Linked DNA regions of Gossypium hirsutum: region 2 is linked to region 1. The links are chromatin contacts, called in public Hi-C maps. All regions are on one chromosome and are shown on one strand. Each heading gives the region's core, a stretch centred on a gene start, on an enhancer-like site or on the middle of the called end of the contact. The rest is flanking DNA. Distances are from core to core; before and after follow the strand shown.

Evidence for each region. A called contact is a pair of places that touch in the nucleus more often than the background predicts.
Region 2: a contact with region 1 is called in a Hi-C map of leaf, with 2.5 times the contacts expected there. The contact joins the promoter of LOC107946706 here to the promoter of LOC107946716 in region 1. A contact is called at or near these places in 4 of 34 Hi-C or Micro-C datasets (all in leaf).

What each region holds. Positions count from the first base shown.
Region 1 is chrD12:56,893,753-56,898,659 of Gossypium_hirsutum_v2.1, forward strand. It overlaps LOC107946716 (haloacid dehalogenase-like hydrolase domain-containing protein Sgpp), which reads left to right and starts at 2,830. Exons shown (of 5, transcript XM_016881150.2): 1 at 2,830-3,218; 2 at 3,565-3,679; 3 at 3,808-3,959; 4 at 4,053-4,314; 5 at 4,414-4,717. The coding sequence starts at 3,190. The coding sequence ends at 4,605. LOC107946714 (dynamin-related protein 1E) reads right to left here. Exons shown (of 15, transcript XM_016881149.2): 15 at 4,779-4,907.
Region 2 is chrD12:57,064,370-57,069,694 of Gossypium_hirsutum_v2.1, forward strand. It overlaps LOC107946706 (probable serine/threonine-protein kinase PBL19), which reads right to left and starts at 2,246. Exons shown (of 4, transcript XM_016881141.2): 1 at 1,450-2,246; 2 at 775-1,032; 3 at 578-700; 4 at 1-370. The coding sequence starts at 1,809.

The sequences.
Region 1 (4,907 bases), core at 1,580-4,079:
GTACATGCAAAGCTTATTTGACCATGACAGCAGGTTATTTATCTTATTGACCTTTACTTACCTAACAAGAGAGAGGGGGCTGAAAGTTGAAAAGATGACTTCAATTACTTTGAATGAGAATATAGGATGGAGGAGAGTTTGGTGCTTTTCCATAGTTTAAGAACCGTAGCTATTTTAGCCATTATTTTATTTCATGGGGTTCTAATTGGATAATGACCACATGGTTTGTGATTTCTTGAAGGAGGGTGGAAGATGTAAAGCAAACACCCCCATCTCTCTACGTTTTGTCTCCCAGCGTGTTGCTAAAACTATGAAGGGTTGTCTTAAAAAGAATGTAAAAGAAATAATATATTGTTTATATAATACAAAAAGAACTATAGCATATATGTATATAATATGCTTGGAAAACACACCACTAAAGTTTATTCATGATTTTATATTATTGTAAATCCTTTATCAAACCTTAATCTTGCAAGAGATTGTAAATATTTGGATTCGATTTAAGGATGATTACACTAACTAGTTAAATAGAGGTTAAGGTTTGGATTGGTAGCTGGACTGAAAATAAAAGGTATGTTATAATATATAACTTGTTTTCATAGGAAGGAATGTAGGCCAAGCTGGAAATTGAAAGTGTGATGAGAGAAGGGAGGAAGAAATGATGCTGACACAGCACGCCAACATAGACCCAACGTGAAGATATCCATTGAACCCCCCACCCACATCAGCTGTGACATGTAATCCATTTTGTTAAAATAAAAAAATCCTTGGTATAAATCAGCAAGTTGTAATATGTATTGCAGTTGCCTGTCATACATCATTCAATTGAAAGCTAAAACCTTATAGGTCAGTCCAACAATCTTATGTAAGGGTTTCTTTAATCATATCCTAAATGTACTTTATGATTAATGTTTGTAAAACGACACTGCAATACGCTATGTTATGCTCAAATCAGTCCAACATTACATTATTTACCATAAAGTATATTATAAGCATTAATTTGGTGGAAAGTTTTTTAATGATCCCAAGCCTTGTTTATTTTATGTGTTGTGTGTAAATAATAGTAGCATGAAAAGTAAATAGAATATATTATCTCCCATTTGCAGTTTCGAAAGTAGAGTATGATGTGATGCTGCCGAATACCGGTCTTTAATTAATATACTTTTCTCTTCTTTCTTTTTCTATTAATTTATTTGGATTTGGAAGGAAACAGATTTCAGCGGTGAAAAGAATAGAGTTAAAACCTTCTGCAAATAGTTCACTGCACAAATATATAGATGTATACAGACATGCATGCATGATGTTGAGGTATGTTATTTCTTTGATTCTTCCACGTTAATTATTTGTATATTTATAAAAGAATACAATGATATAACTAAAAGACAAAAAAAGTTTAGTAGAGGAAAAACTAAAGTAATTGTACTTGTATTTTATTTTATCGAAAGTTAAATTTATTTTATACGGAAAATGTACAAAAGTCTTGTACAGACAAAGGTTAAAAAATCACAGACTCAATTATAAAGAACAAAGAAAATGGTTGAGCACCTTAATTCTGTACCGGGCTAAGCACCAAAAGGCAGGAAATGTAAACTTTATAACAGAAGAAAAGAGCTTCCATTGCTTGAATTAGTCCTACACCCCAACAATTAATCTAAGCTAAACATAACCCCCACAATTCTTTTGTCCTTTTCTCTCATTTAATCTAAAACTTACATTTCTCATCCTTTAAATTGCCAATGTGTTTAATTGCTAGTTTGTGGTTTTGTATGTAAGTTCCCAAAATGATCTAATGTGCATTTTCTAGGAAACCAAACATTAGAACAAAATGTTTTCCCCACAATATCAACCCAAGTTCTAAGACCAACGGCTGTCAGACGAAAATAGTCAAAATTTGTTAAAATTCAACTTAGCAAACAAGCATTATTTAAGGTCAATTACAAGGGATTTTCAGGAAAAAAGAGAAGATAAATTCAATTTTTTTATATATATATGTTTTCTTTTCCCTTCGAATTATATGAGAAATGAAGAACAGCCCATCCAAATCCAATCCGTACAAAACAAAAAATCAATTCAACTGTGCAGGGCCCGGTCTTAATGTTGGCTAAAGCCCAAACCAATGGACTTTTAAGCCTCACGTTGTCAAATTTATAAAAAGGAACTATTTAAAATTTTGCCATACTGACTTAATTCACCTTCAACCCTTTTCTTCTTACATTTTTGTTGGTTTCTTAATAGAATAAAATGTGAGAGGACGTAACCATTTGTGATTCCTCTTACTTTTCCATCTTACTTCATCACAAGTAGTAGTATTCAATCATTTCTTATTCATAGAATATATTAATTCTAAAATTTTTTTTAATTAACAACAAATCTCAAATTTATATATGAACCTTAATTTAATCTATAACTATATAAATAAAATTTTAATTGTGATTCAAATTTGATTCAACTGCATACATCAATTTATTTTTTATATTAAATAAATATCATTATTTATGTATATAATATATAAACATAAAATAATATTTTATTGATATTTATTTTAAAATCTTATGAAAATTGGATAAATCAAAATTTAATGTATAAAATTATACATTAAACAAATGTTCATATGTAATTTTAAGATTTATCTCCTATTATTTTTATTAAACAAAATTATATGTTCATGAAATATAAAATAATTTTTTAATGGAGGCTAAAAAGAGTAGAATAAGCAGAAACGTGTTAAAAAGTGAAACAAAAAGTAATACTTATAAGTAAATAATAATAAATATACATATAATATTGATGTGTGGCACATGGCAAATACATATTCATGTGTGTGGTAGGCAGCCCTCAGCTAAGTGGCGAGCTGGTTGGTTTGTTTTTGAGGATCCCAAATTTCCAGGAAAGTTCAAAACTAATAGGTGGTGCCGAGTTGCTCATTCAAATGTGACTTTTCCATCTATTCTAACTAAAAGTGAAGAACCCGAACCCGAACCCGAACCTGAACCTGAACCTGGTGCTCTTTCCAAATACCGAAAACACCTTCCCACTCCTTATTTTATTCCCCTTGCCCATTTCTCGATTCCTTGGTACATTCCCTCTCTCAAATTTTCGTCTTTATATATTCATCACCACCTTCACTTCGATCTCCAATTCTAAGCCCATCTCTTCCAAAAACCTGATTCCCCCCCCCCAACTATAACAATGACGGCTGGTGAAAATTCTCTTCAGAGGTAAGCAAATTCTGTTTCCTTCTTTCTTCTCTTGTTTGTGTGCTTTCATTCGATATATATATTGGACTTGAGATGGGTTGTTTTCAGTTTTTCGTTTTAACATTGATCCAACGTAGCAATCTGGGTTCTTGTTGTTCTTTTTATTAGGCCGAAAATGATCTTTGTTTTTATTTGATTGTATGTTCTACTACTCTGGTCATTTTAAATCGTACGTTTTACTACCCTGAGGTCAAGATCTCTTTTCTCTCTATATATATTTTAATTTTTTTAATGTGTTTGTGATTGTTTACATATGCATGGATTTTCAATACGGTTGTCTTAATTTTGTTACTTTTTTGAAATGCAGCAATAAATCTATTCCTGATCTTGCTCCTTTGGAAGCAGTATTATTTGATGTTGATGGAACTTTATGTGACTCGGATCCTATCCACCACCAAGCCTTTCAAGAAATGCTCCTAGAGGTGTTTGTTTTTTTCTGTAAAGCATAGTTTTCTAAACAATTTCAAGCATGCTCTCTGCCTGAATTGGACTTTTACAAACCTGAGAATTGTTTGGGTTACTTTTAGTAATTCCTATTGTGTTATAACAGATTGGTTTCAACAATGGAGTTCCAATTGATGAAGAATTCTTTATCAAAAACATTGCTGGGAGGCACAATGATGATATTGCTGCTACTCTCTTCCCTGATGATTTACCGATGGGCGAAAAGTTCTGTGAAGATAAGGAAGCCATGTTTCGGAGGTAAAAATGCATTTGCTTCTTCTGCGACTGTATTCAAGTTTTCCAGTTTGCCACGTAGCATTAGTTGTGTTAATACTTTGTGTGGATGAACAGGTTGGCCTCAGACAAGTTGCCACCTATAAACGGATTATATAAACTAACGAAATGGATTGAAGATCATGGGTTGAAGAAAGCTGCTGTTACTAATGCTCCAAGACCTAATGCTGAACTCATGATCTCAAAACTTGGGCTCAAGGATTTCTTTGATGTTGTTATTGTAGGAAGCGAGTGCGAGCATGCCAAACCATACCCAGACCCTTACTTGAAGGCACTTGAACTACTCAAGGTGTCAAAGGATCACACATTTATATGTGAGGTATGCGTTCAGTTTCCCAACTATGTTTTCAGTATAAAAAAAAACTAGCAAATACGAACTCAGAATTTGAAAACTTGCTCTGTTTTTTTCATCGTCCAGGACTCTGCATCAGGGATAAGAGCAGGAGTTGCAGCTGGAATGCCTGTTGTGGGGTTGACAACCAGAAATCCTGAAAATGTACTTATGGAAGCCAATCCTACTATGCTTGTAAAGGATTATGAGGATCCGAAGTTATGGTCGGCCTTAGAGGAGCTTGATAAGAAAGGAGATTCTTTGAAAACAGCAGCTTGAGCTTGAATTCGGAAGCAATTTAGGAGCAAGAACTTTATTTGGTTAATAATTTTGCCCCACATGTACCCAAATTAGATTTGATGAACTATATACATCGATTACTTCCGTTGCCTATGTTCATATCATTACTGCAATAGTGTGTATTTTTACTCGTTCATTCTTTAACACCGTACTTTCAGGAAAAGGACTAAAATTTCAGATTCACTATGGAGATACTATTTACTTAACATTTCTACAAAAGGATTTAGAACGATGACTCTGGTTTAAGAAAACAGTAACCAAGCATAGACCAATCTTTTAGA
Region 2 (5,325 bases), core at 996-3,495, 170 kb after region 1:
CTGAAGAGCTTCCTCCTGGTTCTTGTATTGCTTGCTTCAAGCTCTCTACCACTTCGCTCATTGTTGGTCTTTCCTTGGCATTTTTGTTTAGGCAGCTATTAGCCAACTTTCCTACCTTTTGCGCTGCACTAAAAGAGTAACTGTTACCAAGTCGAGGGTCCATTAGCAACCTGAACTTTTTACTATCAGGAGGGAACTCTTTCACCCAATCTAACAGCTTCTGCTCCAATGCTGGCCGGTTCCTTTCCACTGCTCGCCTCCCTGTGAGGATCTCATAAAGTACCACCCCAAAAGTCCATATATCACTTTGAATTGTGAGATGGCCTGTTTTCACATATTCTGGGGCAGCATATCCGTATGTTCCGACCACCTTTAACAAAAGAAAACAAACCATTTATTTAGTATCCTAGTGATAATGAGTGCCTAATGCGCTAAAGAGCTATGTTAGTGCTACTAATGCACCACTTAAAAAGATATTGACAGTCAGTGAAAAGCGGAACAGTGGAGCCAACCAAGAAGGATACAATGAAGATGCTTCGCAGACATTGAATTAAGTCCGAATTCAGTATCTACTTACCGCAGTGGATACGTGAGTACGATCACCCGTTGGCCCTTCCCTTGCAAGCCCAAAGTCTGAGAGCTTTGGCTTAAAACTTTCGTCCAAGAGCACATTTGAGGACTTGAAATCTCGATATATCACCTGTACAAATAGCCACAAGGCAGATCAGAGATAACCATCGTTAATGAAGTGATATGAATAAAAGAGGAATGTACCTTGACTTCCAATCCCTCATGTAGATAAGCCAAGCCTTGTGCTGCACCAAGCATAATCTCTAACCTTGTTTTCCAAGGTAAAGTTGGTGTCCTCTTAAAAAGATGTTCTTCTAAGCTCCGGTTAGGCATGTATTCGTACACCAGCAACCTATGAATCCCTCTTTCTCCGTCTATCGAACAATATCCTAAAAGTTTTACCAAGTTTGGATGGTTAACGACTCCGAGAAAGTGAACCTCCGCAAGCCATTCCTTATGACCCTACATGTGGTTACTCCAAAATACCATAAGAAATAGAAACGATTCTCAAAATAAAGTGATATTGGAAGCTACTAGACAGACAAACAGACAGAGAAACATCTCATGGTCCAAAGTAAGAATGGCTGACGGTATCTTTGTCTGAGATCAAAATATTTTGGATCATTACAAGATTATTATTAGTATCATGGTCCAATCATTGTTGCAATCAGCCTTACAGCACATGAACAGTACTTATTCACTAGATTTAGAGGTGTAAGTCAAGAGTTGTGTGAGCCAATTTCCTATTAAAATTATGTGTTCTATTTTCTCTCTTTTTTACGATTTATTGTCATTATCCACGTTCAATTTTCAGATCACTATTACAGTGCTGAATTTTCAGACAAATTTAAAGGAAGAAAATGGTTTTGCAGCAAGTACCTGTAAACCCTGGGTGTTGAGCTTCTTGATAGCAACAACTATAGGGTCACCTCGACCATTTGGAGGAGTAATACTTCCCTTATAAACACCCCCAAAACCACCCTCACCGATCTTTAACAACTTGTTGAAACCATGTGTGGCATCCCTCAACTCTTGTAAAGAGAAAACTCTCAAATTATGCTCTTTTTCTTTGTACAGCTCTGGTATGCTCCTTGGAGATGGCAAAGACCTTGATGATGTCCGAGTCTGACTCAGGGCTGAATTATCCGATTTACTTTGGTTTCTCAGTTCAGGAGCAGTTCTTGATTCTCTTTTCTTCTTCTTTGATTTGTCCTTGATGAAGATAGAAAAACACTTCATGTCTAAGTTTTTATCAAAATCAAAAAATTTTCCTGTTACCCTCAAATTTGTTCTATCAAGTTGCAACCTTTACTTCACATTTGACTTATGAACCCAAGGAGAAAAACTGAATTTTGAACGAGGAACGAGTAAAAGTAGGAAGAAATCAGAGAAAGAAAATGGACCCAGAAAAGTCTTGGTGCCTAGGAGTGGAAAATGGAGAAGAAAAAGCAAAATATATAACAAATGAAGATAAAGAGATGGAATTTTAATACAACAAAGGGTAGAAACAATCAATGAAAAGTGAAACCCAGACAAGAAACAGTAAAAATAAACCCCGTCCGGACAAATATACACCTGAATCCTCCTTTACCGTGAGGATAGATGAGAAAAATATATGAAATAAGTGGCGTGAATAAAAGATGAAATTAAGGCAATGAAAAGGATGGGACATGAATGACATGAGAGAAGATGGGATCAAGAAATATAAGAAGGCCCACTCAAGGAAAAATATACTGGCAATATTTTTTTAAAATGTTGTAGAAATGTACAGTTGTTTTGAAAAGATTAGTATTGAAATTAGTTAATATTATTATATTTTAGTAAGATTATAAAAAAATTATTATAATTTGTTGTTAATATTTTAATATATGAAATATAAATTTTAAATATTTTTAAGTAATAAATATTAATTATTTATAAAATTAATTAGAATATATAAATTATATTTTAAATATTTGTAATTAATATTTTAAAAAATATTTTTTTATTTTTAATTAATGATTTTAACACATTTGTAATTAAACACCAAAAAAGGGAAAGTACTCTGTTATTAGAGAGTTGAAAAAATAATTAACAACTAAAAATATTTTTGAGAGATGAAAAACTAAAAGTTTTAACTTCTACTTTTTAGATATGCTTTTGAAATATATTTCTGACAAATAAAAAATTTTAACGAAAAGTAATTTATTTAACACAACTTTTCTTTTAAAAAATATTGTTGAAACTCGAAATATTTTTTTAAGCATTATTAAAGCGTCCCTAAAGCACTACTGTTTTGACATTTCTGAAGGGAAGAAGTTGGCGCTAGTAATAAAATAATCCTACTCTATACCGCGTTTTGTTTGGTTTCTTAGTAAATGTTGTATGGAATTATTAATTAGCATTCAGTAACAATTAAAAACAAGTGGACCATCTTCGTCTCGTTTACATTGTTGTTGTTGTTTGAATGGAACAGTGTCCGAAAACCGAAGAAAACAACACTAACTTTCATCCAAGTTTCCATTTATTTTCTGCTTAGGAAAGTAGGATATGATTATAATTTTCAACAATATGCCGCGTACCTTTTTCATTCATTTCAACACGGCTGACACAACTGTGTCAACATGAAGATTTCACTTCCTTAGTTCTTTATTAATTTCCTCCACATTTTCTTATTACTTTCACATTTAGAGGCTGCTACTAAAACAATTTTCTACTTTTTTATGGGACTGTCTTCAACCATTGACCTTATTTCTTTTTCATGTTCATTAAACTGTTAAATTTGTGGTGGATTCTAGCGTAATATTTTGATCATGATGACAAAGAAGAATGTCAGCAAAGCAAAGATATCGGCAAATGATTATGGATGCTGGTTTATAGTTATCATATATGTGATTTGACCTATGGATTGTGTCATTGTGGTATTTTCATTTAAATTATGGTGGGTGGACTACTGTCATTTTCATATAAACAGGAATTCATGTTGTTTGAATACTCATTTTCATATTCTTACTATCATCTTCAACTAATTTCTAAACCTACCATAAGATAATAACTCTAAACTGTATGGGTTTAGGTTGTTCCTCCCCAACAAATAAATTATTAGTTACAATATAGTTATGTTTTATATTTAACGAGAAATGTCGTACTTACATAATATTAGGAAATATTTTAACATAAATATATCAGTAAAAATGGATAATACAAAAGTGCATAAATTATAAAAATGGGTCAAAACGGATTGTGCCACACTAGTACTTCCACAGAGTAATTCTACCAGAGATAATCCTATTACCAGAATAATTTTTGGAATACCTGTTACGATTTTGACTGCTTAATAATTAATTTGATCCCTAAATAAGGAATAATTTATTACGCCAAAAGGTACGGTTAACACAATCAAAAACTACGCCTGTAACTCGAGTTAATTCACAAAGTTTTTTAAAATCACAAAAGAATTGTTATGTCCACACCTAAAAGTAAAAATTTAACTAAAAGATACAAGATTAGTTGCAAGCAAGTTAGTTCATCAATGTATTGTTGATGCCAGAAGAGAACACCGATTAGTGAGGAAGGAAGTGTACCTATGTGGCTATAAGTGTCGGTATTTTTACACGAAAATTTGACTTGAACTTGAGCATAACTCAATCAGCTAAAATCATATAAGTATATATACTTACCTACACGAAGCTCGCAAGACAGTTTCTTCCCCAAAGCCTTCATTAGGCCCATCAGAGAGATGTATCTTTTGTTTGTTCTATTGCTTTGATGTCCGCAACACAAGAACAATGTCAAACCGAGCCAAACCACACATCAACTGAATGAAGCAGAACATTTAACAAATAATAATTAGTTTGTTGACAAAGTTCAGTGATTTTTAAGTACGGCCAAATTCTACTATTAGTCTTTATATTGTGTATAAGTTGTGATTTTGATTCTTTTATTTTATTTTGATAATTTTTTCCTCAAGTTTTTCAATTATGGAATTTAAATTTTGGGTAATTATCAAATTTATTAAATTATATCATTTATAAAATCATACACGATAAACATATTATCATATATGTACTGATGTATGATTTATTATTTCCACACATTGTTCTAAAAAAGGTGAGTTAATGGGATAACTATTGTTTGCGTGAATGCTAAAATTTCAAAACAAAAAGTATAGGAATTAAGAATGGTCAAATTGGAGAATATAGATTAAATCAAGACTAATAGCATAATTTAACCAAATAGATTTAAGTGCTACCATTTGGGTCAAGACTGAAATTTGAAAATACAAAAAATACAAGGACTAAAATTGACCGAATTAAAATATAATAACTAAATCCACAACTTATGCATAGTAAAAGAACTAATAGCGAAATTTGACCAAATTTAAAGTCATTAAACTTTGTATTAACTCATTTTTTATATTATTAACTTAGCTCAGTGTTATTTTTTCATAATCAACTAACTCTTATTATAGTTTGATAATGGTATGCCACATTGTACTTCTAATAGAAGAATATCGATTTAAACTTTAAAGACGATGTTGTTAGGAGAGACGATCACAAATAATAATAAAAATTAGTCTTCATGAATCATAAAATAGGTATAAAAAATACTATAATAATTTAATAAAAATGATATTAAATTATCTTGTATTCTCTCAAATAAAGGAAAGAATCCTACATTCCAATCAAACGTGTATTGGTTACCATAGTTCAAACTTTGATATTTAATATCAATATATACCAAGATCATATATATATATTTGACATAATGCCTAGA